Regions from separate parts of the Hordeum vulgare genome. Here region 1 is linked to region 2. Evidence: chromatin contacts called from public Hi-C data. All regions are on one chromosome and are shown on one strand. Each heading gives the region's core, a stretch centred on a gene start, on an enhancer-like site or on the middle of the called end of the contact. The rest is flanking DNA. Distances are from core to core; before and after follow the strand shown.

What was found. Hi-C and Micro-C count contacts between places; a contact is called where the count stands out from the background.
Region 1: a Hi-C map of leaf shows a contact between it and region 2, with 2.6 times the contacts expected there. The contact joins the promoter of LOC123447245 here to the promoter of LOC123450180 in region 2. A contact is called at or near these places in 2 of 6 Hi-C or Micro-C datasets (leaf and seedling).

Annotation. Positions count from the first base shown.
Region 1 is chr4H:11,561,053-11,566,877 of MorexV3_pseudomolecules_assembly, forward strand. It overlaps LOC123447245, which reads left to right and starts at 4,151. Exons shown (of 5, transcript XM_045123832.1): 1 at 4,151-4,801; 2 at 4,883-4,955; 3 at 5,380-5,481. The coding sequence starts at 4,536.
Region 2 is chr4H:11,189,569-11,194,844 of MorexV3_pseudomolecules_assembly, forward strand. It overlaps LOC123450180 (putative hydrolase C777.06c), which reads right to left and starts at 1,463. Exons shown (of 8, transcript XM_045127562.1): 1 at 1,456-1,463; 2 at 1,236-1,368; 3 at 1,103-1,159. The coding sequence starts at 1,463. LOC123447235 reads right to left here. Exons shown (of 2, transcript XM_045123822.1): 2 at 3,478-3,834. The coding sequence ends at 3,829.

The sequences.
Region 1 (5,825 bases), core at 2,901-5,400, 370 kb after region 2:
CATTTTTAAAATTACAAAACTTTTTTCAAATTACGGAACATTTTTAAAATTACAAAACTTTTTTCAAATTACGGAAATTCTTTACAAATTCCGGAAAAAAAATAAATTTTCGGAACATTTTTTCAAATTCCAAAAGATTTTTACAAATAGCAGAACAAATTTTCAAATTTCCGAACAGTTTTCAATATTACAGAATATTTTCACAAATTCTGGAACATTTTTTCAAATTCTGGAATATTTTTAATAATTCCGAAACATTTTTTATAATTCTGGAACATTCTTTGAAATACCGGAACATTGTTTCAAATTCTGGAACATTTTATTAAATTGCGAAACATTTTTCATATTCATTTTTTCTTTTCTACTTCCGGATCAGTTTTTCAAATTCTGGTATATTTTTTCAAATGGCAAAACATTTTTTGAAATTCTGGAACATTTTATCAAATTCTGAAACATTTTCTAATTTTCAAAAACATTTGTTTCAAACTCAGAAACATTTTTTCGAATTCCGAAACATTTTTCCAAAATCCGGAACTATTTTTTTGAAATTCTGAAACATGTTCTTCAAATTCCGGAACATTTTTTAAAATTTGAGAACATTTTTACAAAATCCAAAAAAAAAATTCAAATTCAAAACATTTTATCAAATTCCAGAACATTTTTTAAACAAAAACAGAAAAAAAAAGAAACCAAAAAAATAAAAAAGGAAAACAAAAAAGAACCGGTTCAAGGAATCTTCTAGAAAGTTCCCAAAACCGGAAGAAAACCGGCTGGAAACCTCTAGAAGGCTTCCAAAACCGGGCACGTCTGGGCCAGCCCGTTCACCCCGCCCGCTGTGTGCGAAGCCTTGACACCGCTTCGCACAGAGCGGCAAATAGGATTTTCCCATTAGGAGGCACCGAAGCAAATTGGTCTTTACAACGCGAAAAATTACAGAAAAATAGTGTTGTTATGAGGAATCGGAATTGAGACCATGCCTCTATTTTTTACAATCCTGGGCGACTAAATTACTCGCACACGGAGGAGCTTACCCCAGCCAACATGCTGTGCTATCTCCACACCGTTCAAAGTTGGCTAAGCAATCTGCAACCCTATTCTAATCACGAGAAATTTTTACAGGAACAAAAACCCTATCACTTAAGAGCAATTTAATCTCCTCGATCATATGGCCGTAGGCTGATCTATCCAAGCATGCATCAGATATAGCTGTAAGAGCTGGAGCACAATCTGATTGCACCATGATCGTGCAGTTGGAATGCTCAACTGTTAGTTTAATACCTTCTATTATAACATGTAGCTCCGCTTCAAGGGCATCGTTGCAATAGAATAACTTGCGGTAAGCAGCAAAAATCACACCGCCGCTTGCGTTCCTCAAGATCATGCCCGAACCAGCCGAGCCATCTGTAGCTTTAAAGGATCCATCCACTAACAGCGCCACCGCTCCTAGTCGAGGGGGTGGCCAAGGCATATGGGGCATGGGGTTTATGCGGGCCTCCCTCACGGCGCAGGTTTCAGAGACCACCAGAGCCTTGCCCTTGACTATCTCATCCATTCCCCGTGAAATCTGACTAAATGTATTATGGTAGGTGAGAAGGAATGAACGTGATACCTCTGGAGGTGGAATTGATTTACCGTGTACCAGCTAATTCCGAAGGTGCCATGCTCTCCATTATAATTCTACTTCTGATAAACTCATGTGATTATACGAGTAGATGAAACAACCATTCAGTCCCCGTCCACTTGATCATGGATCTGTTCGGTAGAGGCCACTGCATCTGCATCAGGTCCCACGGATTAGCGGCACTTGGGCAAGATATTAGCGCATGAAATGATGATTCCTGCTCTCGGTCACATAACTTACAACACCCATTCAGACCAATATGCCTTCTTCTCTTTTCAGCATCCGTCGGCAGAGCGCCTGCGGCCACTTGCCAGGCAAAAATCTTGAGTTTTGGTGCAATCGCAACATTCCACACTAATCGTGAGAGAGATCTATATCCCGATGGATGATTGATGGACGAACCTGGGCAAAATTGATCATAGTGGTCCGCCATCGCCACATGATAACCGCTCTTTACTGTCAACATGCCCGATTTCTCCCATGGCCATGAAATAAAGTCCTCCTGTTACCTCATAGACGTTCTGATCTTGAGGATGGAGTCCACATCCGGCTACCAAAAGTGTTGTTGTACCAGATCCACCTTCTAATTACCGCGATCATCTAAGAAATCACTTACTCTTTTAAGGCGACAATTCCTCTTAGGAGTAATGGGTGTGTACGGCGGACCACGTGGAATCCATGGATCCCTCCAAACACGAATATTTGCACCATTGCCAACTCGACATAAAATTAAGTAGTCCTGGCTTTAAAAAATCACTACGACAGCCGTTCTGATAGACTCGCCAAAAAAAAGCACTACGAGAGACCCCTTGCTGCTGCTGGACAAACCCTTGTATGGACTACCTACTACCGACACGTTAAAACGCAGCAACAACCCCCTTAATGTTGCTGCAACAAATCCAATGTCCCCTGTATGGACAGTGAGGCACATTAAGCTTGGAGCAGCAACAAATCCAGTGCTTTACTGTCATCTGCATTTAAATGAAGTAGTCCTGGCTTTAAAAAATGTATTATCATCACTAAGATCATCTATACCTTTTGTGTTGACAGCAATGATCAGTTGTTGATTTGTTATTGCTCTTGAGCCTTATATACTCTTTTTCCTGTGTACTCTTGTTATTATTATATGCTGACGATTCTTCTTTTGTATACTCTTGTTATGAGTATAGATAGAGCAACTATGGATTTGAACTTGCTGGCTGAAGAGGAGGACGAAGCTCAACACGATGATCCCATTGATTTGAACTTGCTAGCTGAAGAGGAGGACGAAGCTCAACACGATGCTCCCATTGATTTGAACTTGCTAGCTGAAGAGGAGGACGAAGCTCAACACGATGCTCCCATTGATTTGAACTTGCTGGCTGAAGAGGAGGACGAAGCTCAACACGATGCTCCCATTGATTTGAACTTGCTGGCTGAAGAGGAGGACGAAGCTCGACACGATGATCCCATTGATTTGAACTTGATGGCTGAAGAGGATGACGAAGCTCGACACGGCGATCTCATTGATTTGAACTTGCTGGCTGAAGAGGAGGACGAAGCTCAACATGGTGATCTCATTGATTTGAACTTGCTGGCTGAAGAGGAGGACGAAGCTCAACATGGTGATCCCATTGATTTGAACTTGATGGATGAAGATGAACAAGATCAACAAGATGCAGACAAGGAAGAAGCCCAAGTTGCAGACGAGGAAGAAGCTCAAGTTGTTCAAGAGGAAGAAGCTCAAGTTGTTCAAGACGGACAACCCGAAGAAGCTCAAGTTGTTCAAGACGGTTTTTTGAATTATAGCAAAAGGGTCCATGCGTTGCAACGGGAGAAAGAAATACCACACGGCACACGCTCTTAATTTATAAAAAATGTCTATAATTTGAGAATTTATAGTTACGATACAAATAAAGATGGTCTTATCCTACAAAAATGCAGTTCAAAATTTCACAGGTCTTCTATTTTAACACGGCTTGCATGTAGATTTAATACGTACAAAGAATCAGTCAAGTGACCTTCAGTTTCATCTCTAATCCTGATTTTGTTGACGTGTTCATTCCCAACCCGAATGAGTACCGGTATGAAAGAAAGACGAATAATGACTTATTTATTAGGATTGCACCCTAGATAGTATTTTTTATTAAACATTTAACAGATAAAATAATATCATATTTAAATTCTACATATTTTTCTAATCAAATTCCATGTATAATATGTTAAATTTGGAGTTACGGTTTAAAAGATATGAATATTTAAAAAAATATTTAATATATACTACGAGTTTAATGTCATAAACAGTAAGGTTTTTTTTGTAAAATCACCTCGGTGGGTTTTCCGACGGAAGCAATAGCCTCTTTATTATTAGGTAAAGATGAAGGGTGACAGGTTTTATCGGGCGGAGGGAGTATTTGTTTTGCACGTGTATTCTGCAAAAAAAAGGTATCCCAAGCAATGCCCTAGTGATTTGGTAACTAGCAGTAAGTGAGCTGGAAAACCGGGAGGGCCCAACAACTAATCCGATGGCCCGGAGTTTGGTCAGCATCCACAAGGAAAACGCGAAAGATAGATCCGCCGTGAAGGCCCAACGGCGGCTTACCGAAACCCAGGGCCGCCGCCGGCCGCTCGCACCCGAATCCCCAGCCGGCGCACCTCCATCCACACGGGCCGGCAGAGATGGTGGCGATCTCGATGTACCGCGGCAACCTCCACCAGAGCGGTGACGACGCCGCGCGCCGCTGGCCGGTGCCCCAGCCCACGCTCTCCGCGTCCCAGTTCCGCCGCCTCCTCCACCGCCGCTCCCTCGCCGTCTCCCGCCTCGCCGGGGCTCCCCGGCCCAACTCCCCCAACTCCCGCCTGGACGACGGCGCCGCGGCCGTGGGGGAGGCGCGGGAGGTGGACGGGGGTCAGCAGCACCATCAGGCCGACCGGCATGATGTGCAGATGCCGCCGCCGCCGCAGCAGCAGCAGCAGGGGGAGGAAGAGGGACAGGACGAGCAGCAGCAACAGGGGGAGGGAGAGGGGCAAGACGAGCAGCAGCAAGGAGAGGAGGAGGAGGAGCAGCAGGAGGAGGGGGCGGTGGAGGATGTGGAAATGGACGATGCGGGAGAGGTGGTCGCCGGAGATGTCGATGCCGGCGGCAACGGTGACCCTGAAGAAGGGCAAGGCGAGAGCGAAGGCTTCGACCCCAACTCGGAGGTGAGCCTCGTCGTAGGTTCCTCATAGCTGCGTGAGATTTTAGCTGCTATCCTGCTAACGATGGCTTAGGGTTAGATTCAGGTCATTCAGGTCATTGGTGGATGACTACTTGCGAAGCCCCGACAGTAGATTTTTGGAATTGCTTCTCGTCATGGTATTATGGTGGTTCTATCTTAGAATCTAGTAGACTTTTAGCTCAGAGTTGGAAGTAGGATGAAATTCCTAGGTTGCCTCTTCCATTTCTGGGTTGGAAGAAGCCAATAAGTAAGGATAAGTAATGATGCTTTTGAGTTTTACTCCACTACTCTACAATTAAGCTTTTTAGCTGCACTGGACAACAGTTAGCTCTTTCATGAGGATGCAATATATTTATTATTATCGGTTGCTGCTGAACAACAGTTTAATTCTTGAGTTTTTCATGGAGATTTTGCTGAGTGCTTTGTGATTCCTGAGTACAATTGATTAACCAAACCACACATACCATTCTTGTTTGCAAGCTAAAACCTATGCTTGGAAGCTTGGTGCATTATGCTTGTTTGCTTTTTCATCTAGAGCTCTGAGTCCTATTTTTGTTTTAGGTGGGTCAACCTGATGGAGTTGAAGAAAGGAAGAGAGAGTTGACTGACAAGCTGGATACCTTGAGTAAGAAAAAGCATGATCTCGTGCAGATGCTGAAGCAGGTAATTTTCTCATTGTTTTGACTGCCGCTTGTGGTTCAGAACTAGTTGCTACGTTCTTCATCCCCTGTTACGTTCCTGTATGCTTAAGTAACTGAACCTTGAATACCATGTGATATTCGGTGGTTGACAACTTCAGGTGATGATGTGTGTGGATTTGACTGTTTTCATCGTTAATCGAGTAGCCACTTGAAGTACACTGGTTCAAATGAGTTTTTCTTCTGTTTGAAAATTATGAATTGAAAAATTGTAAACTTGCTATCCCATCTGAATGTGAAACTGATTAAATAAATAATAAATTCATAGTTTAAACATGCACCGGTTTCTAATGAAGTACTTTAATAATT
Region 2 (5,276 bases), core at 213-2,712:
TAGCCCATCTTACCTCTTGGGGTCGCAGCCCCCCTTCGGTGGTCCCCCGGGACCACCTACGGTGGTCCCGGTACGTTACCGGTGATGCCCGAAACACTTCCGGTGTCCGAAACCATCCGTCCTATATATCAATCTTTACCTCCGGACCATTCCGGAGCTCCTCGTGACGTCCGAGATCTCATCCGGGACTCCGAACAACTTTCTGTAATCTCGTATAACAATTCCCTATAACCCTAGCGTCATCGAACCTTAAGTGTGTAGACCCTACGGGTTCGGGAGACAGGCAGACATGACCGAGACACCTCTCTGGCCAATAACCATCAGCGGGGTCTGGATACCCATGGTGGCTCCCACTAGCTCCACGATGATCTCATCGGATGAACCACGATGTCAAGGATTCAATCAATCCCGTATACGATTCCCTTTGTCTGTCGGTAGAGAACTTGCCCGAGATTCGATCGTCGGTATACCTATACCTTGTTCAATCTCGTTGCCGGTAAGTCTCTTTACTCGTTCCGTAGCACGTCATCGTGTGACTAACTCCTTAGTCACATTGAGCTCATGATGATGTTCTACCGAGTGGGCCCAGAGATACCTCTCCGTCACACGGAGTGACAAATCCCGATCTCGATTCGTGCCAACCCAACAGACACTTTCGGAGGTACCCGTAGTGCACCTTTATAGTCACCCAGTTACGTTGTGACGTTTGATACACCCAAAGCACTCCTACGGTATCCGGGAGTTGCACAATCTCACGGTCGAAGGAAAAGATACTTGACATTAGAAAAGCATTAGCATACGAACAATACGATCTAGTGCTAGGCTTAGGATTGGGTCTTGTCCACCACATCATTCTCCCAATGATGTGATCCCGTTATCAATGACATCCAATGTCCATGATCAGGAAACCATGATCATTTATTGACTAACGAGCTAGCTAACTAGAGGCTTGCTAGGGACACATTGTGATCTATTCATTCACACATGTATTAGTGCTTCCTGTTAATACAATTATAGCATGAACGATAGACGATTATCATGAACAAGGAAATATGATAATAACCATTTTATTATTGCCTCTAGGGCATATTTCCAACAGTACCACCCAGACTTCGTCAAGGCCTAATACGTCATCTGCATGCTCATGAGTCAGAATGATCTGCACTGCGCAGAACCTTCTTAGTCCCCAGGATTTTTATTTTTTTCAGAAAATAATGCACTGTCGAATATCTCACTGAGTCAACGTAAGGAACTTTGTGGTGGACAAACCACCAGAGAACTTGCTCTCTGAAGGTCTTGCCGATGTCGATTAGGATGTACTTGTGTGTTCCATCTTGGCAATAGTCCACCAAAAGGGAGGTGTTGAGCCTGAAAGCAAACAGGCGTATGATTTATGAACCTGGTCACATAAGCACTAACTTAGTAGGATGTTCTGTTCAACCCATTTGCAGCTACTCCACCATTCGGCAGTTGTGACTCACAAAGTTAAATCTGTTGGAATCATTTTCATGTAATGATACTTCTTGGTCACATACCAATGCAATAAGTTGGTTGTATTCAATATGTACACTCTTTCTAGTGTTCAATACCGAGTCGAATTATACAACTTACATGTGTAATGTACTTCAGATCATTGCAGGTTTTGGAAGTGCTCTGAGAGGAATACCAAAAGGCAAGTTCGCCAAGAGAATGGCCTTTTCTGGGACAATTAGGCTAATCTACTTTTTTGCACTAACTAATTGCAATAAATTATATTTCAGGATATTGTCCTCATTTTTACAATATCCAAGCATCAATATATAATGGACTTGTTCATAGGAGGAAAATTCCTCTTCCATTGAGATGCTCTTTTCGCTCCATTCAAGCAAGAAATAACCACTCATCAATTGTTGTATCTAAAGATTATTGTGAAACTTACATCCAGTTTTTGAGAGGCAAACGGATAGTTCCTGATTCAGATCCTCCAACCTCCAAGGATGTGGACCTACTATACCAGTTTATAGATAAGAGGTGAAAGTCTGTATTGAACTTCCTTATCAAGTTCTTGAGCTACATTTGAAGAGGAATCTTAATTATCTGTTACTTGTCTCAGTAACAAGCTCATGGTATTAACTGGAGCTGGAATGAGCATGAGTCAGGAATTCTCGATTATTGGAGGTAAGTTATCAAGGCTCCGTGCGTACAATCCCATCATCCACAGGCAGGTAGCTTGTGATTTAAGGAAGAAAACAAGGCGTCTGCATCATTTAACCTGCAAATAGACGTCGTAGCAGGTGTGCGGGCGGTCGAGCGGCGGCGGCGGCGGGGACGGCGGGCGGGGCTGCGCGGGATGGACGCGGGCGTCGTGCCACCAGAGCGCCGGCTCGGAGGCGGAGCGCATGAGAGCCCCCTTCCCCTCCTGGGCCCGCTTCCGCGTCCGCGGCACTTGCCGCAGCTGCACCGGCAGCCGAAGCCTCTGTCCGGCGCTGCCCCCGCCCCGGCGTGACGACGGGGAGGGCCCGTCGGCGACGCGCGGGCGACTCTTCCTCCTCCCCTGCTGCGTCTTCTCTCTTCTCTGGCTGGCCAGAAGATGCTTTCCCCTTCCACCTTCTTTGTCACTCGATAAGATCACAGAGAGGACATGGCCGAGCACGAACATGGGGCCAATGAGGGGGGCGGCCAGTGGCGTGGGCTGGTGGTGGCCCGGCAGTGGGGCACCGGCGGGGCGGCGCGACCTCAGCCCCGATCCAATCTGGATCGAGAGGGGAGGGGGAGGGAGCGGTTGGTGGCTGAGGGGGCGCGAGTGGGAGGCTCGGTGACGGGTTTTTTTTTGTTCGGGGACGAGGTGGGATCGCTGGAAGGTCGAACCATCGGTAGGTTGAACCATCACGATGTTCGATCATGCTTTAATAGTAGAGATATGTGAATAATATTTTTAAGTATAAAAAGGTATAAAAATAACAAAAAAACGAGAACAAAAATAAAAAAAACAAAGAAAACTGGCTGTGGCTCTCGCGCGGCTTTGCCGGGCCATCTAGTGGTCCCCCCTTACGCGAGCGCACCTCCTGTCTCGCCTAAAGCGAGACATAGAAACACCCTAATTATTACATGGACTACAAGCGTTGAATAGGAAATGCCGAATATTACGTGCTTTAGTGCTTGTTCCTCTCGACTGTCCGTGCTGCTACTCTTTTCGCTTAGCATATAACCCGCTCATCATCTAAAAAACTGTTTGGTATTCTCAACCCATCAGGGTTCAAGTTCTAGATTTGATATTAGCATTCACATTTTTCTAGATTAATTTCAAACCTTTCGATAATGTGCTTTTAATGAAAGAAGACATTACCGTCAATCTCGAAATATGTGTCAGCCCAGTCTTTTGAAGGCGCTCATAAGTGATAGTGTATGCATGCATATGAGCGTCTGTGCCTGTTTTGTGTTGAAAAAAAGTTTCCCTAAAAAAGAATCTCAGAAAAAAAAATGAAGATAGAGAACAGCTTAAACGCACAAAAAGCATCGCCAGACGTTCCATAGGAGATGTTTTTCTTTCTGTCTGAAGTAGTGCTATGAAACAAAGACATGGACTACATATATTTTACACAGGTCCCAGTTGCAGCAAGCAGATGTACAAATCTACACAGAATCCGTGTTCACTAACGAGAGACAGCAGACCAACATACACACTTTTTTCAGACAGCACACCATCATGGTCCACGAGGCCTTTCTCCCTGATCTAAAAAAAGGCTCCGGACATCTTATTATCATCATTACTCGTGTGACGCCACCGCGGTAGGATACAAGGAGAATGAATTTGCTGCAAGTGGAACGAACGACTGCCCAGCTCCAAGCTCAAGCCTGCAATCAGGAGAGGACGGTCAAATATTATCGAGTAGAATCGGACATATGAGGTAGAATCATTGGTTTTAAGAGAGACCACGGAAGAGTCGGCACATCCAATAGAAACGAAAACTTGTTTCAGCCATATGTATGTATTTAATGTAGTACTGATAGATTAGCATTTCGACGGGATGTCACAGTACACTTAACTGCCATTTGACAGTGATCAGGGCTACTCCCCTAAAAGGGTACAATTGAGCCATGCAGTATGCCCCGTATTCTGTTTCAAGATCAGACACTTCGGGAGAATGTTCAGCCCTGACATTACTTATAATAACATGGAAGCGTTGTCAAGTTATTGGGATGTGGGTCCCAACAGAAGTTCTAGTCTTATTTAGCCACTTGCACACATGGTTTAGCTTATATAGGCCCTCACAGAATTAGCAAATTTGTAGGCTATGGTTCCTTCTAATAATTCGTTTCTTTTTAAAACTGTTGTACACAACCATGAAATTAGCAATTTCTGGTAGAACTGTCTAGTCATTTGCAATGCTGGGATCCAACCCCCAAAAGATAACAGAGCATACCAAATAATCATTACTGACACGGACGTAGCTGCCTTGTTGGCATTGGGGTCAGTTCACCCCAATGAAAATTAGGAAATCCTTCATTAATTTACTACTGTACTAAACACTATCTATTTATTGAAGACCCCATCACCATAGACATGACCCCGGCAACCTTTTTTTCTAGCTTCTTGCAGAAATGTAGGGAAAGGCTGCCTACAATAGACCCAAAGAGCTACATGCACCGGGCTGCCCTTTACACTTTAAATATAGGCCAGTAAGGTCACCACACAGGATAGCATTGTTCCAAATATCGGTCAGTTAATCGGCACCTCGGTCAGTTAATCGCTACTCGGTGGGTCAGCGAATAGCGGATTAACTGATTCATCGTCCGATTAACTGGAAAACTCGCCTATTTATCCCTATTCAGCACCCAACGGCCGATATCCTAAACATTGCAGGATAGTAATGATAATAATAATAATAACTATGTTTCACTGGTAGTTCAACTCCATCTGATGTAGAAGTAGTTAACAGGTTTTTGGGCATGTAAGTAGGCCACCTCATGCATCTCGACATGCCTCCACGGGATTCCAAATCATCTGCCAAGCCTCTTCTCCCTTATGAAGTTGTGATCCATGTTACAGACGCTCTTCATGCTGACCCTCCCTCCCACACACCTTAACCCTTTAGATCATGCCCCTTGAAACTGGCAGTCTTGCAAAACATGGGGTGTGCCACTTGCAAGTCCAGTGGCAGTTGGTGTAGTGAACAGAAAAGTTATTTGGTCAAACGTGCATGGAAGATGTGATTATATTCTATGACCATTTTTTTATGTGCATTAAGTGCATAGTGCCAATACTCAAGAATTGGGTCATCAAGTGTCACCCTGCA